5 separate regions of the Mus musculus genome follow, and regions 2, 3, 4 and 5 are each linked to region 1. A link is a contact called in public Hi-C, HiCAR-type and promoter capture Hi-C data. All regions are on one chromosome and are shown on one strand. Each heading gives the region's core, a stretch centred on a gene start, on an enhancer-like site or on the middle of the called end of the contact. The rest is flanking DNA. Distances are from core to core; before and after follow the strand shown.

Region 1 (2,905 bases), core at 110-2,609:
CCACTTTCTTCGAGGCAGGGTCTCTGAATCAAGCCTTAAGTTCCCAAGTGTGTTCTACTCGGCAGACGTCTCTGGAGGCTTTAGGAACGCAGACACTTTGGAATCTCGAGGGAAACATGAATTTCCAGGTCTCGAGTTCTAACCATACAGTGCATCGCTCCTCTTGCACTGCAGTGTGCCAATGCCATACACTCACCTGCGGCTTTAGTTCCTCTGCTGGGACTAGCGAGTCTTTCCTGTGCAGCTGAGCTGCCAGTGTGAGACCCCAACTTACAGAGCATTTCTCCCTGGAAGGTAAAGAAAGCCCCTGGACGTTCCCCAAGCTTGCTTTCCCTGATCTCTAAAAATACAGCCAGAAAGAAGCTCTTTGTTCTCTATAGCCAGCAAAAAGCCTTTTTGTTTCTATACTTTACAACCAGAGATGCCTGCCTTCCTGTGCTGAGGACACGGAGATAAAAATTCAGAAAGAACTCACTACCCACTCCTGCCTTGTAAATTTCACCAAGGACACAGAAAAGAGAAGAACTCTCTTCCCAACTCCTCCCAACTCTTCCCAACTCTCCTCCCAACTCCTCCCAATTCCTCAGCTAGCTGTTAAAAGCCCCCTACTGCCACTGCTTGGGGTCGAACTCCCCTGCCCGGCACCGTCCTCAGCTAGCTGATAATAAAACCTCTTGCAGTTTGCATCAGGTGTGGTTTTCTCTCGGGTCACTGGGGTGCTGGCCAGCTCATCCCGGGACTTGAGCGGAGGCCTAGCTTCGGGGGTCTTACACCAGGAGGGGAGAGGAAGCAACCGAGAACCTTAGTGACTTCAGAGGACTAACTTGGCAGAGCACCTTGTCCAGGGACTGCTCTAGAGAGCCCAATGGAGGATTGTCAGAACCCTAGTGACAAGATCTGGAACGCAGATGGCTTCCGAACCCACTAGAGCGGGTGGCTTACCGTGCAGCAATGACTCCGTGTCCCGCAGCTCCCGCTCCTTCTCGCTCAGCAGTCGGGCGGCCGCGGCCAGCTGGGGGTACCCAGCGTCCAGACCACCGGCCTCCGAGCCCACGCGGCGCTCCAGGAAGGCCCGCAGGGGCCCGCCGCGGGCGAGGAGCTCCTCGGAAGGCGGCGGCGTGCGGCTGAAGGCGCGGCGGGCCCACAGGCGCCGGGCACCGCTCAGAAACCCGCTCCGCATCCTGGCTGGGCCGCCCACCTAGCAGAAAATATACAAACACTCTAGGAAGGTCTCCGATCCAGAAATGTTCTGCCGGAAATGTTACGAGAACTTCCGGCAAAGCGTAGTACAGCCTGGAGGTCCTCTAAAGTCAAAAGGCAAGCGGGCAGGGAGGTCTGGACGCGTTTGCCCCGCCTCCAACCCGAGCGCCGAAGTCTCCGCCCTACCCCAGGGGAGGGGCTCCGGATTCTCAGCTCCTCCTCCAAATGGGACAGGTCTGGGGCCTCAGCCCGCCCCCCTCAGGGCGGAGCTCCACCGTCTCAGCCCCGCCTCCACGGGGGCGTGGAAACCACCCACGCCTGACTCCCACTTCTAGTGGGCGAGCTCTGCTGCCTAGGCGTGACCTTGAGATAGCGAGTGCCTCCAATGCCTCAGCCCCGCCTTGAGACAGAACTTCACCTCCTCAGACCGGCCTCTAGGGAAGAGCTCCAATGCCTCAGCTCCGCTTCCTCGGCCCCGCCCTCCAAAGGAAACTCCAAAAGCGCGGCTCCGCCTCCTCAGCCCTGTTCTCTAGGGAAGGAGCTTTAACGCCTCAGTCCCGCCTTCTCGGGTCGGCTCCTGGAGGAAGCGCTTCCTCCGCCTCGTCTCTCAGGGTGGAGCTCCACCTAGTTCCGCCTACAGGCTGAACTCAGAAGCCTCACCTCCAGACCAACTCTGAAGCCTCGACTCCGCCCTCAGGCCGAGTTTGGCTGCTCCCCAAGACCTGTTCCCCAGCGAGCCAGGCTGGAGTGAACAGCAGGTGTCTGCAGTCTGAAGGTGAAGGTTTGCTTCTCAAGGCTGTGAGACTTAAGGATAGTCAAGCGACCAGCAGGCACAGAGTCCACAGCCACAGAAGTCATCTATCTCCAGTCTCTAAGGCTTAATTATAGGGTGGTCATCTGACATAGGTTCCTTTCAAGGACAGGCATATCCTACTAAACCTCCCAGGGACGCTACAAAATCTGTTTTCCTATCGTCACCCACCACACCAAGCACTAGGTTTCTCCGTTTCCTGCCTCACATTCTGATTCACTCAATCCGACTCTCCATTGCTCTCTCACTTTCTTGCTGTTGCTCCCTCCTCCTCCATATCCAAGTTAAAACTAACAAACTACAACACAATGAAGCATTTTAAAACTTTCCTCATTCTGCTCTGAAGTTGTAACTCTCGGGGAGTACTTGCTTACCTTGCTCAAGGCTGTCTGCAGCCCTGCAATTAAAAAAAGAAAGAGAGAAAAATCAAAGGCCTCCCTCTAGTGGACATCCACCCTCCTGACTACTAACTTATGTATTTGCAATTCAAAAGACTTAACCACTGCCTACCAGAGAAGTGGGTAACAGGATGTGAATAAACCAGACAAGCCACTCCTGAGGATGCAGAATTTGAAGCTTAGTCTACTTGCGAATTCTACTGGATTACTAGCTGTTTTTTGGACCATGGTGGTTCACTGCTGATCAAACTGTTCTCTGTTTAGAATCAAATGGGTACTCTTACCATTAACACTAATCAAAATTACTAATTTCAAGATTATATAAAATGAATTTTGCATCCTATCTAATCAATCCTTAGCATCACATACAAGGGCACTGGCATGAAGAAATGAAGCGGCTCTTCAAGTGATAGCAAGGAGCTCCAGCGCCTCAAATGTCCCTTCCCTTTTGGCACCCAGGTGACACGATATGCAAATGTTTAGCTATAAGATAGAG
Region 2 (2,905 bases), core at 298-2,797, 2.7 Mb after region 1:
TTCCACTCAAACCACCTCAGAGACAACCCCCGCACGACCTCTCCTGGCCACAGAAGTCAAGGAATTTACACCCTCCCTCAGCCAAGGCACAGGAGCCAGCATCATCCCTGGGACCTGAGCGAGTGCTGGCCAAGCCTTGGCACTCAGAATCATGGATGAGAGAGCAGCGAGGTCATACCTCACTGAAATCTGTTTTCTTGGGTTCCAACCTCTTCCTTTTTCAGCCACGAACCAAAAAGAAAAAAAAAAAAGTTGACTTAAGACACATACGGGGCGGAATTTCGAAGGCGGCACAGTTGACTGGCACCTAGAAACAGCCCCAATTTCTCCCGCACTCTCGCTGCAGTCCGCGGGGTGCGCAGGTGCTGCCAAGGAACAAACCAACCTAGGGAAAGACTGGAATCACCTGGGCCAACTCACAAACGGGGGACCCAGTGGATAGAATATCTAAAAGTGACTGGAAAGCGGGGTTAAACCAGCCCACACAACTCAGAAGGGAAAAGCCAGACGGGACAGGATTGTAAGTTGTTAACCACATCCTAGAGAGGACTGTGCACGCACCGCCAGGCCAGCATACACACAAATATTCACAAACATGCACATGTCTATTCTGCCCCAGTTGGAGTGGCGATTCGGGGACAGGTACGTGGTGTCCGGGCTTGGGACACCTGCCCGGAGTCCCCCGTCGCTGCGGGCAGCCCAGAGTACTGTAGGAAGCAGGCGCTCCCAGCTGCCTCACTGAGGGATGCTCAGTGGCATCCCACCTGGGGAGCCTCGGGGACCGTGGTGGCCGTGACAGCTTTAGATGTTCCCCGCTTATCACCCTTTCCCCGAGTGCCCAACTTTGCGGGGCTGGCGCAGCCCTTCCCTACCCAAATACTGCCGCAGGTCGAGCAGGAAGCGAGGGGGTCCCCCGCTGAGCTGGTAGAAGAGGGAGCCCAGGCAGAAGACCAGCAGGGTAGCCATGCAGAAACCGTAGTCCCGGAGGGAGAAGCGCAGGAAAGGCAGCAGCGGGATCCGGCGCTTGCAGCTGCCCAGGCACGGAGGGGCGCCCCCCACAGGGGCCCCATGGGGCCAGGGATCCGTGCCGCCGCCGGGATGCTGCTGCTGCTTCTTCTTCATCGCCGGCTCCGCCGCCTCGAACAGCCCGCCCCGGCCAGGAAGAGGTCACCCATCCGCCGCCAGCCGGAGCGCCTAGCCGGCTGTCTGCACATGGAGAGGGACGCGCTGAGGGCAGCCGGGTGGGGGCGGGGAGGGGCCGAAGTTGCCGGGCTCAGGGTACTCTGCTCGTCTTGGTCCCCACCGCTCGCTGCGGCCCCAAAGGGCCCAAAATGTCCCGGGCCCCGCCGTGGGGGTGGCGATCGCAACCCACGCCTGGTCGCGCGTCCTGCTAGCAGCCCCGCGTCCCGTAGCAGCCCTGCGCCCCAAGTCCCGCCGCGCCCCGGGCTCGCTCCCGGCTCGCCTCCAGCGCCAGCGTGGACCCCCCGGGCTTTGTGTGGGTCGCGGGCGGTGTGTTTGGTCCCAGTTCAGGCTCGGCTAGCTCAAGGCAGGGAGGATCGGGAGGCGGACACCACCCTCTCGCTCCACCTCCTTGACAGGGGCTTCCCTCCCTCCTCGCCTCTCCTCCCCTCCCCTTTCTCTCTGGCGCGAGACGGCCCGCTCTCCTCCCTCCCCGGCCCTCCCTTCCCTCTCCAACCCTGGGCTCGACGCTGGACTCGGTGTCACATTACGGCTTCTGCTGGGGCGGGCAGGGAGGGAGGAGGGGGCCGAGGATCAGCAACAAGGAAGAAAGTTTTTGGGTGCGTGGATTTTTTTTTTTTCCTCCTCCATTCTCTACAATCTGGTCTCGGTTCCTGCGCTACCAGCGACCTCTTGGGGCCCGCTGACTTCCCTCTCGTAAACAGTCGCCTTGGAGGATTTGACTACGTTTGTCTTTTCATTTGGGGAACTTGATTCTCTTTCTATATCCCAAGCGACCCACCTACCAAAAGCCGATATAAAATGTGCTGGGATATGGGTTCAAGACCTAGCCGGGACGGTAAAAGGCAAGAGGTGGGTGGTTTCGGCAGAGCCAGGCATAGCTCACGCCCTTGGCTCAGAATCAGAGGGCGCTTTTTTCTTGCCCTCCCTCGTCTTACAAGCACTCCACTGAAAACAAGGGTACTCCACTGACTGGAGGAAGACCTTACAGCAGATATAAAAGGAGAAGGCTCTGTGCCTTCACAGACCTGTTTCACCATCTCTCTTCCCACCGCTGGGAAGTTTCTAGAACTGAAAGAGCCCACGGAGCTTCCCAGAGACCTATCCGAGAACAGGGCTGCTCTATCAAACACACTTAATCGTTTTTGTTTTTACAAATCACCAGATACACAAGTGATATGGCCTAAGAGTTACATTGTGATTCCAGTGTCCTAGATTGTTTTTCTGTTGCTGTGATAAACATCATGACCCAAAATAACATGGAGGAAAAAAAGAATTTGTTTGGCTTACCAGTTACAGTCCATTGTGGAGGGAAGGTGAGGCAGGAGGAACCTAGAGACAGGAACTGGAGCAGAAACTGGAGAAATGTGCTTACGCGGGTTCTAGGTTCACCTTCCGCCGTCTTTCTTGTACTGTCCAGGGCCACCTGCTTAGGAACGGCTCTCTGCCTGCTGTGGCCTGGCCCCCCTACATCAATTAGCAATCAAGAAAATGCTCCCCAGACAGGAGCAAAAAAACAATCTGTTGGAGACAGTTCTCCAATAATGTTTTTCTTTTCCAAGCTGAGTTAAGTTGGAAACAGAAGTGACATTTAGTGACATAAGCAGGTAGGTAGGACTGTGAACAAGACAGATATATTAACCACTGCAGCATGACACTGGGCAGATTTCTTCATGGTTTCCCTGGGATTAGAAAACAGCATTTA
Region 3 (2,905 bases), core at 225-2,724, 2.1 Mb after region 1:
ACATCTCCTTTGAGTAAGCTAGGACACAAAGCCATTCCTTTTATAAAATGGCAATCAACCTAACCCTACGATTTGGCACTTTACTAACTTACCCAGCACTGACAAAATGGATGCAAAGCTAGAGTGTCTGGCTGCTGCCTCGAATACTGCATTTGTGTCCAAGAACTTTCCAATGACTAGAAGCCCATTTACCAACAGCCTGCAATGCTTTTGGGAACCCGAACTTCACGGAGACTCGAATAAAAGCTCCAGGAGGCTGCAAGTCTCCACCACTCTCCTGAAAACCCCTCTTATCAGAAACATTTGAAGAATTCCTCCATAACAATTAAGCTGACTTGAATGGAAACTTAGCATCTCAAATATACTATATATGGAATGAAACTTGGCCAAACACGTAAATACAAACTCACACGCTCCCTGACACTTTCGGCCTACAATTATGAGCCAAGGATTCTACAGCATCAGCAACAGACAGATCCACCTGTCACCTGTCAGCAACACCCAGGGACCCTTGTTAAGTCTTCCTCTTCCAACCACTATCTCGGGGCAAGAAAATCAGAGTAGTCCTGTGGACTCTAAGGGGGCCCCAACCTCTTCACAGCGGGGCGTGCTGCCCATTTGGAAGAAGGCTGCAGACAAGCAAAATCGGAAAGCAAAGCGAGAGAGGTGCTTCCTCTTTACCCTGCACTTAACTTCCCCGGCTCTCCCTTAACTCGCGGGCCCCGAAGTCATCGTTATCCAGACCTGGGTTCCCCCAAAGGCGTCTGGTTCCCTCCCTCCCACTTCCAGATCACAGGCCTGGGGGCGGACCGGGGGCCAAGGCACCCCCACCCCCGGCTCTCTCCGGCGCTGGGCTCCGGGGCAGGCCCGGTCCCCCTCCCCCGACGCCCCGGAGCCCAGGCCAGGCCCCAGGCTCCCCGCCCCCACCCTCCCCGCAGGACTTGGGGGGCCTCCCTGCGCCTCGCCACCGCGGGCAGGACCCGGGCGGAGCGGCGGACGAAGGCGAGGAAGGCGCGGACGCCCCGCTAGGGCTTCGCGCGCCAGGCAGAGCCGGTCCCCGAGCCGCTGCAGGCGCGGGGAGCCGGGCTGGGGGTGGGGGGGGTGGGGGGTGGGGAGGGATCCCGCCGAGGCCCCGCAGCGCCGTCCGCTTACCCTTCGCCGCCGCCGCGGCTTCCCCCTCCTCCTCGTCCGCCGCCGCCGCCTCTCCCACTTGGGCAGCCGTCTCCCCCGTCGTCACCGCGGCCGCCGCCAGCGCCGATTCCACCCGGCAGGGGGGACACCTCAGCCCTCCCTCCCTCCCCGCTCGGCCCCCTCCGCCCGGCCGCCGCCAACTCCCTCCGGCCGCCGCCGCCGCTCGCGGCTGAGGGGGAGGGGAGGGGGTCGGCCTGGGGCGCCCCGCCGCCGGCGCCTGCCGCGGATCAAAGCGATGGCCGGGGCGGCGTCGCCGCGGCCCGCTGCTCGGCTCCGGCTCGCACGGCCGCCCTGCCTCCCTCCGCCCCCACCCCCCTGCCGCTCGCCTGCCCTCCCCCCACCCCCCCAGCTCTCGCTCGCTCGCCCGCTCGCGCCGCGGCTCCGCCAGCCCAGTCCGCATCAAAATACGGCCACACAATATGGCGGCGCGGCGGCCGGCAAACACCGCGAGATCTGAGGCGGCGGCCGTGACGAGGCCTCCCTCCGCCGGGTGGCGGGGATGCTCTGTCCACGCCCCACCTCCGCCAGCCGCCGTCCCCACTCCCGGCTCGCCGTGGCCGGAGGGGACGCGTCCCGGCGCGGGCTGAGGAGGAGCACGCGGGTCCCTCACGCTCGGACGGGGAGGGAGGGAGGGAGAGAGAGAGGAGCCGAGCGGTGCGCGCGCCGCCGAGGGCCTCGCGGCTCCGGAAGCGGGTGGCGGGCTGTGCGAGCAGGGCGAGCCGTGCGAGCCGGCGGCCCAGCTCGGGGAGACGGGCGGGACCCTGCAGGCCCTGACGGGCCGCGGGGCAGGTGGGCCTGAGGCGGAGGCGAGCGCCGGGCCTGCGGGGCTGCGGGGCCGCGAGCCGGACACACCCCCTTGGAGCCGGGCCGCGCCCAGGCCGCGAGCTACCGGGTGACCCGGGAGGGACGGCGGGTCGGATGGAGACCGGGCGGTGCGGGACGCGTCCTGGAAGCCGCGGGACCCGAGCGGAGTTTGGCTCGGCCGCTGGACTTTCCTTGATCAGCAGTGGGGGCCCGCAGAGAGAACGATCTAAAGAATCAAGCGAGTCGTTGCGATTGTAACTGCACGTTCCTAGAAGACCTAGAAGCAGAGCCAAAGACACTTTAGCTTCGAGGGGAGACGCGGGGGAGGGGACACTTCTGGTTTCTATCTTCTTAAAGATGTGCTTCGTTTTCCCTCGGGGTGGGGTGGGGTTGGGTGGTGGTGGTCAACGTTCAGATGTTTCTCACAATGTAAAATATTTTAAAATCTTGGCGGTTTCATATGGCAAAAAAAAAAAAGGCTTTTTTTTTCTTCTTCTTGACCCTGTCCAAAGTGTGCATATCGCTGCCAGTTTCTTCCTTGAAGAAATTCATACTACCGAAAAAAATCCGGAAGGACTATTTTTATTATTCTGTTATCAGTATAAGCTCCATAGGTGCTTATTGCTTATTGTTTTTAAAGCCCCTTTTTTAAACACTTAAAACCCTTTCACTTCCTTTTTACACTCAGTTTTACAAAGTACCTGAAATATTGGGGTTTAGCTCTACTTAAAAACTTTTAGCCCGCCAGAAGTCAGAGTGCTAATGATTTACAACATTGGAACTTTTAAATTTTTCTCTCGGTTGACATTAAGAAAGTAAAAGTATATACTTTGAAAAAGTGTTTTTTCTGTGTTCGAAGTAAAAGTAAATTATAATTCACATAGTAGATGCTGTTTTCATTAATTCACAG
Region 4 (2,905 bases), core at 277-2,776, 2.1 Mb before region 1:
TTATATCAATTTAACATAAGCTAGAGTCATAGGAGAGGAGGGAGTCTCAACTGAGAAAATGCCTCCACAGGATACAGCTTTAGGCAAGCCTGTAGGGCATTTTCTTCATTAGTGATCCATGCAGGAGGGCCTAGCCCATCATGGGAGGGTCACTCCTGGCCTGGTGGTCCTGGGTGCTGTAAGAAAGCAGATTGAGCAAGCTAGTAAGCAGTCCTCCATGGCCTCTGCATTAGCAGGTGACTCCAGGTTTCTGCCCCGCTTGAGTTCCTGCCTTGACTTCCTCCAATGTTGAATAGTGATGTGGACGTGAAAGCCAAGGGTTTCCCTGCCCTCTTGGCTTTTAGTTATGGTGTTTCATCACAGCAGTAGTAACTATATGTTGGACAAAAGAATGACTTGCATACCAGGGGGAAGCAGGCAGGACGGCCAGAGTTCATTATGCTACTCAGAATGTGGACACATTGAAAGGTGAATTGTTTGTTTATTAAAAAAGCAAAACAAGCAAAAAACAAAAAACCCTCTCACCCAGTACCATAAAACTTTATAATATGTGGTGTACTACAGGGAGATGAAGTTCTTAGAATCAAGCAGAGTGCGTGGCTGTGTCTTACTACGCCTGGTGAAACACAGGCATATCTGACACACCTGTTTGAAAGGTGCCAAGTGCTACCAAGAATGTCACCAAAAAGGCACCTGTGATAGAGGTCCTATTTTTTATTGTCCTACCTTATGGGTGCCTTTAAACATCTGGCTGTCGCAAAGGTCTCTGCCTCCTTTTCCACTTTTGCTTTCTCTAATCAAAGGTCATCCAGTATGTTCACTGGGGTGGTGGGGGTGCTGATGCCTGAACCCAGTAAGCACCCTTCTCCCATTTCCTAGTGTTGTGACATCATAAGCTACAGTGTGAAATTCGAGTTTGGATGCAAAGAAACGGTGTTGGATCCGATTTCAGAACACTCTGGGAAGTGGCCATGTCCAAGGCTTAGCTGTACCCCAACAGCCCAGAGAAGAGAAGAAAAAAGAAAGCGATGTGGCTGTTAACACAGTAGCAGGGAGTTTTTTTTTTTTTTTAAAGAAGAGAGAAGAGAGAAAAGAAAAACAAAAAGAAAAAGAGGGAAAGGAAAACGGAAAGAGAAGAAAAGGAGAAAAGAGAAGAAAAGGAAAGAGAAGAGAAGAGAAGAGAAGAGAAGAGAAGAGAAGAGAAAAAAGAAGAGAAGAGAAGAGAAGAGAAGAGAAGAGAAGAGAAGAGAAAAGAAAAGAAAAGAAAAGAAAAGAAAAGAAAAGAAAAGAAAAGAAAAAAGAAAAGAGACAAAAACTTTCCCCCCAGAGGCTGTAATTTGACTGCTGTCTTTGGCAAAGCTCCAGAGAGCAAGCTTAATCTCTTTCTGAGCTGCCTCCTCCTCTCTGCCTCTTTCCTCCCGCAGGGCCCCGTGGAGGCGGGCGGGGACCGCAACCCGCTGCAGCGGACCGAGGAGCGGGGCGGGGCGGGACACGCCGGGAGCAGAGTGGGAAAGAGGAAGTGGAGCCAGGCGAGCTGCAGGGCTCGGGGCCGCCGGAGCCGGCGCTGGAGCGCAGCGCACCGCGGAGCCAGCGCTCGGGAGCCGCCCCTCTCCCGTAAGCTCCGCCGAGACTATTCCAGGGACCAGACAAGGGAAGCCGGGGACCTCGGCCACGCGCCCCGAATCTGCAGGTGGGAAGAGCGGGATCGCAGTGCCTGGCCCTGGGCGGGGGGGGGGGGGGGGGGGGGGGGGGGGGGCGGGGCGGGGGGTGTCTCTGAGCGCTGCTCCTGGGAGGGGACTGATGGGGTCGTTGGCAGTCGACTGATGGGGTCGACTCAGGCAGGACCTGCTAGCCCGGCGCTCCCGCCCCTTGCTGCAGCCACCCGGGTTGCAGTTTGCAGCTCCGCGAAGTTTGCTCAAGCGCGCCGTGTGCCACCCGCGCCCCCAAGTCAAGCGGAACTATCCCCAAATAGGACAGTCTGGACAACACCCCAACAGCGGTGCGGGCGCGATGGCGGGGAGTGCTGTGTGCTCCAGCTAGGAGCAGTCCTGCGTGGGGCAGAAACTCGCGTGGGCGCCCCCAAATCAGCAAGTCAGCGCTTTATAGGAGTGACCCGGGAGTCTAGAAGCTGTGCCCCATCCGTCACCCGGACACACGGTAATACCTAGCTGGCTACGACTGTGTGGACTGTTGGCCAGAGGAAAAGGTTGTTGGGGGGCGGGCAGCAGGCCCCGGGGTGACTGCTAGAGCAGACCCCCTCTTTGTGTCCCCCATGGAGTCTCAGAGCTCTACAGTCCAGGACGCCCAGTGAGGAGAGGGTGGTTGGCTTCCTCAGTTTCACAATGTTCCTGAGAAACAATGATGTAGCTGATTGCTTGGATGTGTTGTATGAAGTTGGTATGTGTAAAGCTGACTGTGTGTGCAACCCTGGAATTTCATTAAGCTCTGGCGGCTCTTGGCGCTCTCTTTGTACCACCTTCAGGTGGCCAGAGCTTACTGCACCTATTTTGACAGCGATTTTATCTTCTCAGGAAACCCAGTCACCTCGGGAGGGTTGTTTTGGGGATTAGGGGCACTCTGGATACAAACTGAATACACATTGGATACAAAACCAGTAGGATGCCTTAAGTCTGGGTCAGATTTAACGTTTAATTGAATTCCAGGCTTAGATTGCGTTAAAACCTGTGGTCAGCCTGTTTGAATTCTCAGTTTCTGGAGTTCGCATACTTTCAAAGAATAGATGAGTTTTGGTTTTTGTTGTTGTTGTTAAACTGATGTTTTTTTTGTTTTTTTTTTTTGTTTTGTTTTGTTTTTAAAGTGTATCCAAGTCTATCGTGTCAGAGATCTAAAACCTCTCAACTTTAGCCTTACACTGTGTGGGACGTGAGGAAAAGCAATCCTGGTA
Region 5 (2,905 bases), core at 210-2,709, 2.0 Mb after region 1:
TCATTTTTGTTCATATGTGTGCATCTGTGTGTGTGAATGCATGTGCATATATGGAGGAGGAGGCTCCCGAGGCACTGTCTACTCATAATTTTAGGATTTCGTGTGTGTGTGTGTGTGTATGTGCACTCTGCCACAGTGTGTGTCAAGGTCAAGGGACAGCTTGCAGGAATGGGTTCTCTTCTTCCACATGTAGGTCCTAGGTATCACAGGTTATCAGCCTCGGCCATGGGTGCCTCTACCTGCTAAGGCATCTCAATGGCCTATAAATCAAGATTTTTATATCCCATATCCCCGGTCCATCTTAATAATCTTCCCAGAGCTTCTGAGACCTGTTGTCTTAGACCTAAGCTCTCAAGGCTAGGTGTGGTAGTTCACACCTTTAATCTCAGCACTGGGAGGCCGAGGTAGGAGGACTGAGTTCAAGGCTAGCCTAGGTATAGCATGCTCAAGGATGGCCTAGAATACATACAAAGACGGTGTTTCAAAAAACATAAATGACCCAGTGGGTAAGAGTGTTTGCTGTGCAAGCAGTAAAGAGAGCCGCCGAGCCCTTTTTCCTCCTGATTAGAAATCAGGAGGACCTGATTTCTAATCTCCATCACCCAGGAGAAAGCCAGGGCATTCTTGCTTCCTCAGACCCAAGTCCCGGGTTCAAAACTCAGCTTAACTCCTTAGCTATATCCTTGAAGAAGTCTTTGTTAGGGGTGTTATCTGGTGGGAGGTGGGCTGCTATACCTTTTTTTTTTTTTTTTTTTTTTTTTTTTGCATTGCTATGAAAGACCCCAAATTCAGGAAACAGAATTCTGAGTCTGCTCTCTGTACTTGCTCTATGTATAGCGGCTGAATGGTGCATTGTGTAGGCCTGGGATCAGATGTGAGCTCCTCAGTTAGAGAAAGCTGTCACTCACTCCATGTAGGACTGCAGTAAAGAGAGCCGCTGAGCCCTTTTTCCACAGGGGGTCATTACTTCTTGAGACTCCTGGCTTTGTGGGTGACGGGCAGAATCCTCTCAGCCCAAGTTCCATGAACAACTTGAGGCGGTCTTTGCCCTTCCCGCTTCCCTTTGACAGTCTATGGTCTTCTTCAGCTGAGCATCGACTTCCCCTAGAGCATCTTCAAGCAGATGGGCTTCCCAGCCACCAGGAGTGGGAACTTAGCAGCTCTTCTCACCCTCCGATTCCATTCGCGGTGCTTTTGCCCTCTTGGACTCCTGGCTGTCCCGGGAGGAGGCGCGTTTGTTTTGCACGGTTGCTGTACTTTGCTTTGACTGGGGCGGAGGCGTGAACTTCCTACCTCTCACTGCCTTCTTCCTTTTCTCTTTAACACAAAGTGTAAGTACCTTTTGCAGCTGAACGTGCCTTGCGCAGGAAGTGGAGCGCAGGCTTGGATCAGCTTCTAGCAGGGGTGTGGCCTGGGCGCTGGCCCTCCTCTGACTCCAGCAACTCCTGAGGGACTGAGCAGAGCACTCCCTAGCTGAAAAGAGAGGGGCACTGGGAAGGCTCAGGCAGCTGGGCCAAGTCTGCTGTGAGAGCCCGAGGGACACACCCTGCTGGTGAGTGCTTGTGCCCTGCTATCAATTAACGTGGCAGGCACAGTACAGACTTCAGTCAAGGGCATGGGAGAAGGGCATGTTAGAGACAGGTGTGTGAGCCAGGACTGCCCTCAACACCCTGGCTTCTCACACCTGAGACGTTCTGTTAGGTGTTCAAATTACGGAAATACGGTAAGCATCATTAACTGCCTTTAGATGCAGGGTCTGCTCAGTTTTATCAAGGATCATTCTGTGTGACGGGGGAGGACGGGGGTTAATCCAGCCAATTGAAGTAAACCTCCCATCTGCGGGCTTCGTAGCAACGTTGAATGCTGTGGCGTTCAGGAGTGGACATTGCTTTATTCTTTCCAGGCTCACTAAAGTGTCTACCAGTCTAGACAGTGGCTCGGCGGGGTCTACTTTCCTGGCTGGAGAGAGATCAGGAGTTTTGGCAGCAGCCTCAAGACTGATGAAGAGATTGATTGGTCTTAGCCTGATATGGCTAATTCTTTGCAGAACTAGAAACCCAAGCTTTGTCACCCAAGATTAGGGAGTTTTCTCCCAGGCCTGATGATGCTAATATGGACCTGGCCTAAGGATAGGTCTATGGCCCATGGCTCTAAATGCTTCAAGCATGCCTGTAAGTTACCTATAGCAGCAGAGAAGGATGGGGGTGGCAGGGAGTAAGTCTGAGGAGAAAACAAAAGTCCAGGCCAGAACATGTTCATAACAGTTTGAGTGACAGTAGCCAAGAGACAGAAGCAGCCAAAGTAGCCCCTGTGAGTGAACACACACACATATGGATTATGATTCATAATCCACATGGGTTGTGATTCTGCCTCAAACAAAAGGGAAATTTGGACACAACACGGTAGGAGCTTGAGGTTGTTGAGCTAAGTAGAATGAATAGTGTCAGAGGATACATGTTGTGCGATCCCACTCCTGTGGGCCAGATTCCTGGACACAGCAGAAAGATGGCTACTAGCTAGGGCAGGGCAGGGCTTGGGGGCTCAGGAGGATGGATTTCAAGGGATGGAGAGTTCTGGAGATGGGTGAGCAAAGTGTAGACTACTCACCCATACAGGTGAGCTTAGAGATGGTTAAAATGGGGCCTTGTGCAAGCCAGGCAAGCACCCTGCTACTAAGATACAGGCCTAGCCCTCTGCAATAAGTTTTTAAATTACAAATTCTCTTTTAAAAAGGCAGAAGTGAGCAGGCTTAAAAAAAAAAAATCAGCCCTGTGGGATGAAATCTTAGAGTCTCTGTGACTTCCTCAAACTCTGACAAAACCAAACCAAAACAAATCTGACTGGTAGCTAGCCCCACTTGGGACTGGAAGTCTGTGCTGACCACCAAACTTCGTGGCGTTGTTGA

The links. Promoter capture Hi-C pulls out the DNA fragments that hold promoters and counts their contacts. A called contact is a pair of places that touch in the nucleus more often than the background predicts. HiCAR-type assays count read pairs that join an accessible place to other places.
Region 2: a contact with region 1 is called in a Hi-C map of CD4 T cells, with 4 times the contacts expected there. The contact joins the promoter of Ust here to the promoter of Mtrf1l in region 1. A contact is called at or near these places in 1 of 484 Hi-C or Micro-C datasets (CD4 T cells) and 1 of 115 datasets of contacts at active chromatin or transcription factors (pro-B cells).
Region 3: a contact with region 1 is called in a promoter capture Hi-C map of embryonic stem cells, with 3 times the contacts expected there. The contact joins the promoter of Tab2 here to the promoter of Mtrf1l in region 1. A contact is called at or near these places in 2 of 39 promoter capture datasets (embryonic stem cells and liver), 2 of 484 Hi-C or Micro-C datasets (CD4 T cells and embryonic stem cells) and 1 of 115 datasets of contacts at active chromatin or transcription factors (large pre-B cells).
Region 4: a HiCAR-type map of astrocytes shows a contact between it and region 1, with 4 times the contacts expected there. The contact joins the promoter of Plekhg1 here to the promoter of Mtrf1l in region 1. A contact is called at or near these places in 2 of 39 promoter capture datasets (liver and pre-B cells) and 1 of 115 datasets of contacts at active chromatin or transcription factors (astrocytes).
Region 5: a contact with region 1 is called in a promoter capture Hi-C map of pre-B cells. The contact joins the promoter of Zc3h12d here to the promoter of Mtrf1l in region 1. A contact is called at or near these places in 4 of 39 promoter capture datasets (hippocampal neurons, liver and pre-B cells) and 1 of 115 datasets of contacts at active chromatin or transcription factors (large pre-B cells).

Annotation. Positions count from the first base shown.
Region 1 is chr10:5,822,584-5,825,488 of GRCm38.p6, forward strand. Mtrf1l (mitochondrial translational release factor 1-like) reads right to left here and starts at 1,360. Exons shown (of 7, transcript NM_175374.3): 1 at 943-1,360. The coding sequence starts at 1,180.
Region 2 is chr10:8,517,278-8,520,182 of GRCm38.p6, forward strand. It overlaps Ust (uronyl-2-sulfotransferase), which reads right to left and starts at 1,548. Exons shown (of 8, transcript NM_177387.3): 1 at 873-1,548. The coding sequence starts at 1,122.
Region 3 is chr10:7,954,649-7,957,553 of GRCm38.p6, forward strand. It overlaps Tab2 (TGF-beta activated kinase 1/MAP3K7 binding protein 2), which reads right to left and starts at 1,475. Exons shown (of 7, transcript NM_138667.3): 1 at 1,153-1,475.
Region 4 is chr10:3,738,851-3,741,755 of GRCm38.p6, forward strand. Plekhg1 (pleckstrin homology domain containing, family G (with RhoGef domain) member 1) reads left to right here and starts at 1,527. Exons shown (of 17, transcript NM_001159942.1): 1 at 1,527-1,690. The region is part of intron 1 of Gm30164 (a long non-coding RNA gene); the gene reads right to left.
Region 5 is chr10:7,831,011-7,833,915 of GRCm38.p6, forward strand. It overlaps Zc3h12d (zinc finger CCCH type containing 12D), which reads left to right and starts at 1,460. Exons shown (of 6, transcript NM_172785.3): 1 at 1,460-1,552.